2 separate regions of the Rattus norvegicus genome follow, and region 2 is linked to region 1. A link is a contact called in public Hi-C data. All regions are on one chromosome and are shown on one strand. The core of a region is the stretch at or near the end of the contact, and the rest is flanking DNA. Distances in the headings are between cores, read along the strand shown.

Evidence for each region. A called contact is a pair of places that touch in the nucleus more often than the background predicts.
Region 2: a contact with region 1 is called in a Hi-C map of Schwann cells, with 5 times the contacts expected there. The contact joins the promoter of Sh3kbp1 here to the enhancer-like site in region 1. A contact is called at or near these places in 3 of 12 Hi-C or Micro-C datasets (the A7r5 cell line, Schwann cells and frontal cortex).

What each region holds. Positions count from the first base shown.
Region 1 is chrX:38,748,886-38,754,435 of GRCr8, forward strand. It overlaps Sh3kbp1 (SH3 domain-containing kinase-binding protein 1), which reads right to left. Exons shown (of 18, transcript NM_053360.3): 10 at 4-55. Among named protein-coding and RNA genes, the nearest start is that of Map3k15, 84 kb to the left of the region's middle. Within about 2 kb of position 1,941, at least 2 of the 93 cell types and tissues checked have an H3K27ac peak or open chromatin away from gene starts, as enhancers often do. A contact at or near this core is called in Schwann cells, where this site is marked.
Region 2 is chrX:39,028,244-39,034,105 of GRCr8, forward strand. It overlaps Sh3kbp1 (SH3 domain-containing kinase-binding protein 1), which reads right to left and starts at 3,150. Exons shown (of 18, transcript NM_053360.3): 1 at 2,873-3,150. The coding sequence starts at 2,876.

The DNA of each region.
Region 1 (5,550 bases), core at 691-3,190:
TACCTGCCCCTTGTTTGATGACAGGAGCGGATGGAGGTGGCGGCTTCTTGGGTCTCTGAAAAATCAATCATAATTACACATGAGACTGTTGGCAAGCTAGAGTATCACAGAACATAGACATTGTTTTCTATGTGCAGCATGGACAATTTCGGAGAGCCTCTCCAAAAAAAAAATTGAGCAATTCTCTCCCTAGAGACACCAGCTTTCTTTCGGCACCTCTAAATAAACACTGAAGCAAATTCAATCGGTAAAACAAAACTCAGACCAACAAATGAAATGCAGTTTCCCCCTTTCTAAATTTACAACAGCCTTCTAGAAAAGCTCAGTTCAGCAAAAATGGCCTGAAACCAGCAAGCACAATGGTGCCCCTAAACTGAAGCCACATTTGCAATTAAGATTTAATCAGCTGAATAAGAAGTGGTTCAGCAAGAGTGACCATGAAGACTCAAAATCAGATCTGATAGGACGTATGGAACCTTCAAGTAAATGCAGACCAAGAGTCTACTGCAGGCTGGCAAGGCCCCTGCCCTCTTGCCTCTTTTTATGCTGAGGAAGGTCATTTGTGAGATCACTCACATAGCAGTTATACCTTACAACATGTGCTAAACTGGAATGGATGTGGGGTTTTTCGAAGTGGCCCACTATTTTTTCTATTACACATTGTTACTCCATAGGCGATGGGAGTAGCAGTACGATCAATAGCGTTCGTCCCTGAACTTGTTTCAGAGTTTGGGGGCTATTCTTTGTCATCCAAGACTGACTAGAGGAGGGAGAGGGACACAGATGAACTGACTAAACAGCAGTCAGAGAACACAGCCAGGCACCGTCTTGTTCTGTCGTGCTAAGGGCAAGGGGAGAACCATCGGCTGTGATAACACTAAGGAAGGATGCAGGGAACTGAGAGGAAGGGCTGGATGCTTCACATCACTGTTGGCACTCCTTACTCTCCCAGGCACCATGTATTTGCGGTTCTAAGAAACCTACAACGAGTATCCTCTGGTTTCCAAAAATGTCATAGTATGACATTAATACAGGGACCACAAAAGGCAGACAGACACCTAACTGCCACTCTGGCTTACCTTTCTCTGACACAGTACAACGCTGCAGAAAGAGTATGTTTCCAATAAAATCCAGAGAATACAAGATACACAAGAACATGTGTTCTTGTCTTTATCTGTTTCTGTGTTCTTATCTGCAGAGGGGGCATCATAGCATTCAGACTCTGGATTCACTATCTTTTCAGCCTGGTTCTTTATTAGTTGCTGATTCTACCAAATTGCTCTGAGTAAAGACTATAGCATGGTAGGAAAGACAAAGGATTCTGAAAGCTGAAGATCAGTACAAATCTCTATTTTTAGATGATGACGAGCCGCCTCACCTAGCTCTCCTTTCTCACCAATAAATGGCCATTAATGTTATCTTTCAACTTGGGAGGAGATGGTTTTGCAAGAGTTAGTAATCTCGGACTTGGGAAACTCATGTAGCAACTCTATGAGGAACTGGTATCAATATGCCCAGGCTGCTGTTGAAATAATTGAGAGAAGTCATTTCCCAAGGTCACTAAGCTATTAAATGAAGCAAGCTAGTAAATGGGGTAGAGGAGACTGGGAGTAAAGCCCAGGGCTGTTTGACCCACAGCACACTGCTAACCACTATGAAGGCCCAATGCTGGAGCAGAGCCATGAGGCAGGCATAATAGCACACACACGGAACTCATCAAAGCACAGGCAACAGTCTGATGGTCAGATTGCAAGGAGGAAATAGTTATCAAATTGCAGCTATGGTATGAGCTCACCTATTCTGTAACACACAAAAAGTAGAAAGAGTGGGGAGAAGTATGTTTAAAGTGGTGGTTTCTGACTAGCAGGACTACATGTGTATACACTTGGGTATGTTTCCTCCTCGATGTTTTCCTGTGACGTACGTATAAGTGCAGACAAATGAACTTTATTAGGAAAAAGCAAGCTGCACTCAGGGCCTCCGGCCCTTGAATACAGGCCCTGCACTGTGTGTGGGTGTGTTTGTGACTCAGGCTCTCCCAATACTCTATTCCCTTTGTCAGCTTTTTCCAGTTCCCTATTAACTCTGTCCTTCCTCCTTCTCTGTCTTGGTATAACTCGTTTGGGAATGGAGGTATGTTTATCTAATGAAGTTACTGCTGAAACCTTGCCATTTAAGCTTCCTTTAACTCACAATCAGAGTTACTGCTTAGTCATGAAACTGACAACACCCTATAGCCTAATTCTTCCCCCAAGTCCCAGTCATGCCTATTCCTGGATGTCTTTCTTCCCCCTTGATGGTTTGAAATACTCTTTTAATTAATTAAACATTTTTAAAAATTTATTTTGTGTATATGGTAATGTGTGTGAACCTGCTCACATATGCCACACCATGTGTAGGAAGATCAGAGGACAGCTCATGGAGAGCAGTTTCTCTCCTTCTGTTCTGTGGATCCTGGGGATGAAACTCAAGTTGTCAGGCTCAGAAGCGAGCACTTTTCCTGGCTGAGCCATCTCTCTGGCCCTAGTTTAAAAAATCTATAAACAATCTCACAGAAGACTCTGTAGTAGAAGCTGTTACCCCAGAGACCTTGCTTCAAAATATATGGAGGGGAAAGAGGTAAAGCAATTACAAACTATGACACTTTCTGTGATTACTGGGCCATGTGAAAAGAAACCAAAGCCTCTTGATGTTGTATAAGGTCTGGCCTGTAGCTGATGCATGAAATGTGTCATGGAAGGAATGGGTGGAAGAAAAAGAAGAGATGAGAAAGGAGGGTGAGAGAGAGAGGATGGGCTATTTTGTAATAACAAGACTGTGTGAAATGTGGTCCCAGAAAGTATGCCTGTGAGAGTGGCAACAGGAGGAGGCAGGGGTCTGCATTTATGACAAGTGTCAGGACCACTGCAGAGGCAGTTAGGACACACATTTAAAAGGAAGGGCTAGTTTGTGAGCAGTGAGCTGTCTGTACTGCACTGTATAGGTACCAGACAGCAGGGAAGTTCATTCATCTCCCCCAACCCCCGCTTTTGGACTGAGTCCACATTCTCTGGTTTTAGTAAGTTCAACCGATTATAACTACGTCATTTCTCTCTTCCCTTTCTCCTTTCAAACCTTCCCACATCCCCCTCCTTGCTTTTTCCAGACCCATATGGCTTTAGACCACCTCCTCAAAACTTGGAAGCACTGTACATGGGCCTACTTTTATATTTTAATATACCAAACTGGGTGACGAGAACAGAAAATGCAGAGCAGCAAATCCACAGCAAAAATATGGTAATAATAAAGAAACGCAGTAGTTGCTGATTCTCAAAGAAATAGAGATGAGGAGACCCAGAGTTGCTTTTCCTCAAAATGTTCAACTGTGTTTGGATGCAGATATTGGCATGAGGAACGCACCAGGTTCAGCAGGAGGTCCAGAGATTCTCTGTGGAGTTTAACAGCTACATACCAACCAGCTCCTTCAACTCAGGTGAGGATTTAAAGTCCTGTATCTTTAGAGTCAATCATTCCATTTATTCTCTCATCCCTCTCCCCGGTGGTGAAAGAACAAAACCTCAGTTCCAAACTTGGGTGGCTTTAGGCTGCTCAACTCTTAGGTAAGAGCTGAAAACAAAGCAGTGGATGTGGGGCCAGGAGTTATGGGAGGAGCCCCTCTGCAATGGTGATGATGCTCAGGGGGTCTGCAGCAATCGGCTGGTAGCAAAAGGGGTCTAGAAGCCGTATCACTCACTGTCCAGGCACTGAGAATTTATTAAAAAAGAAAACAACAAGAAAATGCCAGTAGCAACAATAAAACCCAGAGAGCCAACATTTCCTGATTTGTATTAGAATCCAAAGCTTTCTGTGACCTCGTGTATTTAGGGCACATACATCTAAATATGTATGCTCACCTCTGACTGCATATGCTTCAAACGGAAATGACCTGTCATCCTTCAAAGGCCACACCAGCTATATTTGATTATTACCATTACAGTACCAGGAAGGAAACATATCTGAATGTTCCAGAGTACGGATAGCAGGAAGGCAAACTGCTTCCTGCTGAAGGATTTCGAAACTGACTCTGCCCCTTGTTTGACAGGACTTGCCTGTTCCAAACCAAGGAGCTCATCATCTGGCTCAACTGCTTTTTCCTGGCAGGAACTGTAATCTGCAGCTTTGCTTTATGAACCAGTTTGTAGCTCCTCCCCTCCAAACCACTGAGATATGTTTTGTTCAAAATAATCTGAGGACAGACTTTGATGGTTAATTAGACATGAAGAAATGCTTAGCCAACTGCTTAACCAGTTTGATGTTGCTGTAGCAAAACACCTAAATCTGAGTAATTTATAAAGAAAAGAGGTGGGGTTGGGGATTTAGCTCAGTGGTAGAGCGCTTGCTTAGGAAGCGCAAGGCCCTGGGTTCGGTCCCCAGCTCTGAAAAAAGAACCAAAAAAAAAAAAAAGAGGTTTATTGGGGTTCTTCATTTTGAAAGTCCAAGAATGCGGTGTTGGCTTTTGATTGGCTTATAAGGGTTTTCTACTACTTCAACTCATACCAGAAGCTGGGAGGGGCAGAAAGTACAGACAGAAGCAGCACATGTACAAGAAAAACTGAAGTACGGTACCAGGATTGCAACCTTGAAAAGTAATTCAGTCTCAAGAAAATTAACCAGGTCTCTTCAAGAATATAATAACCAGGGGAACTGGAAGGAGTGGAGAGAGGGAAAACTGTCGTCGGGATGTAATTAATGCATGATAGAATTAATCAATTCATGAAAGAGATACCCCATGACCTATCTCTTTTTGTTTTGTTTTCGGTGGTGGGAATTGAACTTAGCATTTTGCATATGCTAAGCAAGCACTCTATCACTGAGCTGTAGTCCCAGTCCCTAAGTATTCCTTAAAGATTCAGTTTATCTCAATACCGTACACAGGCTACCAAGCTCCGTACCAATACCGTACAGGGCTCAAGCCTATTTGAATCCTAATACAGAATCAGGACTTGGTTAGAGGAACAGATAAGCAAAATGGTAGCTCAGATTTTTAGCAACTTTGGACCTTAGAAAATATCTCCATCTCTATGCATCAAGCTAAGCTGAGAGACTGGAAGGGATACAAATGGATTTTACCAGACTAGGGCACCCATGACAATTGTAGAGAAAGATGGGAGGCTCTGCCCTGCCATTTCTGCACCGCCATATCTGGAGGACCCACCACACTTTGAAAGTATGGAGCTGGGACAACGTGATACTGATGTCTATAAGTGCTCCTCTGTACCGTCCAGAGTTTAAACAACTAGCTGCACCGTCATCTGCACAGGATATCCCAAGGAACCATTATATAACTTCCTCTTGGGAGAGTCTCCTGCTGGTTTCCTATCTCAGTCTCTAGCCTCATGGTATGTGGCTGTAGTCTCTCTCATGGTTAGATCACTCCAAATGGATGGCCTTTTAGGATCATCTAGACTCTGGAATAGAGCTTCCTCCTAATAGGTTATCTCAGCACACCCCTTCATTCCATCCAGCCCACCGTACAAGTGAGAACTTAATTATATATCCACATCCCGTGTC
Region 2 (5,862 bases), core at 1,900-4,399, 280 kb after region 1:
CACTTTAGCTTTCTTTTAGCATAGTCTCCCACTGACGCGACATTGCTCCAAGCTGTACAAACTTCATTGTTACTCTGGAAATCCTTCAACAGAAGTCATTTGCCTGGCTTGCAAACCCTTTGCAACTCCCAGATTTGGGTCACAGGACTTGCACTGCTCTAATCATAAGAGGCTTTCCCTGTGTCTGGCAATGTAGGCCCCTCCCAGCAACTTCATTGTGTTTGGTAAGAGACCACTGCACAACTAGTCAACTTCACTTCAGGATTAGGGATTGTGTGACTTTCAGTTAGTGTTTAGATCAAGGACTATATGATATGATTGGGTTATGTTAGCCATCGGCAGGAAAATCATCACCAGGCCAAGCAAGCATATCAGTTGACGAATAAGAGATATCTTCTGAAAACCAGAGAGCTTTGCAGAAAGGAACTCTCTCTCTCTCTCTCTCTCTCTCTCTCTCTCTCTCTCTCTCTCTGTGTGTGTGTGTGTGTGTGTGTGTATTTGCACATGGGCACGTATATGTGTGTCTGTGTAATGTATGTAGGTGTCTGTGTCTCTGTGTGTGTCTATGTATATGTTTCTCTCTGTGTGTGTGTGTGTGTGTGTGTGTGTGTGTGTGTTTGCATGTGGGCATGAATATGTGTGTCTGTGTGATATATATAGGTGTCTGTGTCTCTGTGTGTGTCTATGTATATGCATTTCTCTCTCTTTCTGTATGTGTGCGTGTGTGTGTCCATGTGTGTGTGTGTCTGTGTGCGTGTGTGTGTATGTGGTGTGCAGAGAACCGCAGCACTACTAGGTCTTGCTATTAGAAAACAAATAGAACCAACTATTAAATATCTGTACTTCGTTGCAAATATACCACTAAAGACACTTTAGAAAACAGCAGGTGATTTTTGCCCACAAACTACAAGCACCTTAAATCCCACTTAGGCACATTATAATGAATTAAATGGCATTCATTTTACTCTTGGTGCCTCTATGTATGAACTCCTGGAATAAATAATAATTGATTGCTGCACCCCTACTGCATAATGGCTACAATTTTAAAATGATACTGGAAAAGGCTGTAAATCGCAGAAGCACGCTCTCATTTTCTGAAGAATGCAAACAGTTTAGATCTCAATGATAAACCAGTCTGCTGCTCCTTAAAGGGAACTCCATCCTCTTTCCATTGAGATCTACAGAGCACAGGCTGCCTATGCAGACCAGCAAATTCTTTTTGTGCATAACTCTTTCAGTAATCCACCCCAAAGGAAAGGTGATCCCAAAAACATTCCTTATCACCTCAGGAGAAGGCAGTGCATTTCTAAAATGACCTATAAGAGTTTTAAAGTATTTTCTTTTGCCAACGGACTGTCATCTTCATCAAGGCAAAGCAAGAGTATGAATTAAGTGTGTCTTCCATGGAGTTTCACGCCATCCACCCATCCATTCAATATTGATTCTGAGCCTGATCTGCACCAGACATAGAAGAAAAAACATTCTGAGTATTGTCATACAGCACAATGCTGTCCCAATGGTCACTGAGCCTCAGGTAGAGGAGATAAATATTAAACACACTAGAATATGTCATCCTGACATGGAAAAAAATGTCGTAGGATAAAGGAGCTCATTTAGACTAGGAGTGCTATGATCATCAGAAAAGGACACTGTGAAAAAGTGATTCTTAAGCTGAGAGGCCACCCAGTCATTATCACTTTGACAAAGGGAAAGGCATTTTGGTAAACAAACAAAAGGGATTTGAACTTCACTTATGAACAACTTACTGGGTTAGACCCTCCTCCAGTGCTTGCTGTGCGTGTATGTGCACCCTGTGACTCCTGCCTATTTCTTGCTAGCTGGTGTAAGATCTATTACCTGCATACAAAAAGTCTCACTTTATAGTGATTTATTATAATGTGCAGACTGCTGAGCTTGGCCTAGAAACACCCCAAAAACATCTGCTAGAGGCATAAAAAGCAAAGACTGGCCATCAGCAAGGCTATGACCTAGGTAAACCAAACGTTTAATAGAGGCAAGACAATCACAAGTCCTTTACTCAATAAAGTGCCGGCTCCTCTGGACAGTAAGGTGGTCCCTACACTGTCAGGTCTATAATAAAAGGGACCCAGAAAACCTAGTGTTAGCTGCCTACATGAAAATTATGTTTGCTAGGTAAATCAAAAACTAGATCACCATTTCCAGTTCCTGGCCCTGCAGACTTAGAGGAGGATATAGGAAGTAGCCTTTGAGTATAACAGAGTGGAGAAGGGTTCAGTGTGGGGGGAAGACAGAGAGTCAGAGGTAGAGGTAGAAGTGGGGAGTGCATGAAGAGCTCAGGACCCTAGGACAGCCTGCCTTGCCCGGTACTGGGGCGTTTCCTAACCTCCCACCACCAGCATCATCTGGCGGTAAAAGCAATCTAATCCTCCCCCAAAGACCCCGACATTCAAGGTTCTTCTCAGGCTGGTCCAGAGAGGCACCAAGAGCCCTCCCTGTACAGGGCCAGAGCCCACCAAATCCTGGTGCCCGCTTCCGCAGCAGAGGGGAGGGTGTACTTGGGTGGGAGAATGGCAAAGACAAAACTCTCCCCGCCCACCCGAAAAAGCCAGCCACACCCCCTGAATCCCTCAACCCAAGCAGCCCCCGAGCCAGCCCCCGCGATTCTCTGCTCAGGCCCCCTCCGGTTCCAGTCCGTGCAGCGCGCGGGCTCCGCAGGGACACTAAAGCAAGTGAGAGTGAATCGGGGTCCGCAGGGCGAGGGAGGGCGCTCTGCGCGATGTCACTCTCCCGGCCCTGCTCCAGGGCGCCCTCCCCGGGTCCGCGGTCCCGGGATGGGCGCGCCGACCCTCTACACAGAAGGGCTGAAGGTTCGAGCGGCCCCTGCACTCACCCATTGGCGCCAAGCCGAGCTGAGTCGCCAAAGCAGAGTGAAAGTTGGCGGAACCGGGCGTAGGGTTCGGGGCGCGGAGGTCGCGGCGCGGGGATCGGGGGCGCGGGCGTCGGGACGCGGCTGCTGCTTGGCCGGCTTCTTCCTCAGCGGCGGTGGTGGCAGCTCAGCGCCGCCCGCTACTGCTTCTGCTGCTGCTGCCGCTGCTGCCCTGGGGCGACTCCTGCTGCTGCTGCTGCTGCATCGCGGCCCCGCTGCACCCGGCTGCTCCGGGTTTCCTGCTCTCCGAAAGTGGAAATTGCGAAAAAAAAAAAAAAAAAGAAAGAAAGAAAAGAAAAAAAAAAGCACCGCCCAGCCCAGTGCCCTGCAGCCGCCTCTGAGCCTGCTCTCCCCTCCTCCCCGCCGCGGCGAAGCTCAGCGGCTCCGCCCGCCTAAGAGGCGCGGCCGCCAGGCGGGGGCGGGGCCGAGGGGCGGGGCCCGAGCCTTGTCGGGCCGGACTCCTGGGCTTGTCCTCTGTTGGCGGGGCTCGGCCGCCCCCCTCACCTCGGCTCTGTCCCAGCCTGAGCTCGGCAGCGGGTTTGCCCCCTATTCGCCAATGCTCCGCTCACGCCCCGGGAAATGCCGCGAGACTCCTCGAGACTGGAGGAGATTTAGGGGGTCCGTGGGGGTGGGGGCGTCGGAGTTGTGGGGCACGTGGAAAAGGTGGATCGAAAGCGGAACCCCGGGGAAGGAGGGCTGGGGGAGGGGAAGCTGCTGACAGGTGAAGAGTGGGACACATGCTGGGTTATTACCAGGTGACACCCCCTCCCCGCGGGGAACAGAGAGAACATCAGGAAGAAGGCTGCTAGTAGGGGGGCTGTGGGAGGAAGGGGCCTTTGGCTGAGGCTTTGGAGTACTGGCAGACCAGGCACGAGTTTGGAGCGTGGGAGGGACTGGGCTAGGGGTGCCCAACGAGAAGAAGGGTGCAGTCAGGTTGCTGAGCAGGTCCGCTGCTAGGCACCGCCCCTCACAGGATTAGACCTTCCTTACATCGGACCCAGGGGTACCCGGACCAGTTGGCTCGGCTGCTTAGGAATGTTTCTAGGTCTGGAGACAAAGATTGGCTGGTTCTCCATCAGACATCGCTGTGCTCTATTGATCCTCAAACCTGGATAGACAACAATTTTAAGTGGACACTAAAATGAAGAAAGAAATTCATAGGAATTCCTGGGCAACTCATGAGCTCCTTTTTTGGAGCCCATTCTCCACCACACCTTTCAGCCGAAGAGACTTGCCTGCAACCGCATTCGTTGAGCAGCCTGTTGTTTCCTTTCCACTTTCCACCATCTGGTGGTAGGAAAAGATAGTGAGCTAGACTGGAGACAAAATAGGCAACAGGGAAAGTGAGACAAGAGAGAAAATAGATCATTGGCCCCTGCAAGTGAAGGCTGGGGACTAGTGAACCCAAAGGTGACAAATAAAAGCTGACCCTGTGCCCAAGGGAGACCTGTCTTGCAAACCCTGTGAGTAATAACGCAGCATCGTTTGTACATTGCTCAAAGCCTAGGATCTCTGTAGAAATATACTGGAGTGTGGGAGGTGGGGGCACTCAGTCATAAAACTGAGGCAAAGAAGATGGAGAAGTTAATGAGTTCTGACTTAACGGCTAGCCTGGGACACGAAGCATGATCCTGATGAGTAAGAAGGTGGGAAGAGGAGAGACTTTCTGTCAGGGCTTTAAAAACAAGAGGAGTAGCAGCATCCTTCTGGATACTATCCATGTGTGTCACAGCAACCTAGACTAATCAAAAAACAGAAGGCTCATCCATACAGTGGTCCTGCTTGTTACATGCCTTGACACTTCCATGGTCTAAGTAAGACAATGAAAGCTTATTTTCCTGCAGTTGACAAACACCGAGACTCAGAGCCTAACTTAACCCGTTGTCAGTAGAACATTCTCCCCTAAATTCAACAAAAACTGACCGGAGATATGTCTCATTCTGAAAGTGGCTGTCTTGGCTAAGCCCCAGATCATTAGACTATCCTAATTCTCTCTCAAAAACATTCAGACCCCCCAAAAATGGCTGGGCATGTGTTCAATATGGAAATAGCTGAGCTAGATTTACGGTGGCTTGGCACATAGGATGCTGAAAAGTTGTGGTTGCTGACCCATGCATTCTCATCCAGAGAACGAGGTTCAATTACCAGCAACCTCATGATGGCTCACAACCATTTGTAACTCCAGTTCCAAGGAATCTGATGCTGTCTTTTGATCTCTGTGGGCACTACACACACGGAGTGTATATCCAGGTAAAACATCCGTACAAATAAAATCATTGAACCACTGTTGAAGAAATCGACCAGACTTACCTTGGACATCACAAAGTCTAGTGTAGCCAATTCCACAACCAGCAAGGGACTCTAGAGAGAGCTTGCTTTCTCTCCTTAACATCACTCTCAATCTTAGCCTTCAAATTGAACTGCTTTGCCAACCTCACAAGGATAAAGATAGGCCCCTTGAAGGTTTGAGTCTTGGTCTGTGTTTCATATGGTCCAGAAAGGGATCTATGATAGCTATCCTTTCCCTGGCTTCTCTTTCCCACAGTCTGCACTTTTATATCGTGGGATAACAGTGGTGACCTCTGTTGGAAATGGCTCACCTTCTAGCTGTTCCTGAGGACACAGTGGTTTTATTCTTGGGCTGTTTGCCTGTAGTCTCCTTTCTGACACAGAGTCAGGGGAAGCAGCCCAACCCTAGAAAGGGGGCCTTGGGGGACACTTTGAAACAAACATGTTTGGTTCTGAAATGGTTGAAGGGGGCAACCCCAATTCCAAGCCAGCTTCTCAGTGACCAACGTCAAAGAGCACAGGCCCATTTTGCCAATATAATGCTCATTACAGTCTACCTCAAGGATGCTTTGTTTTTGTGGTGCTGGGGGTGAGGGGCTTGAATCCAACTAGCTGCAACCCAGCCTAATTTCTCTTTCTTGATCTGAAGACCTGCACCCTTATTC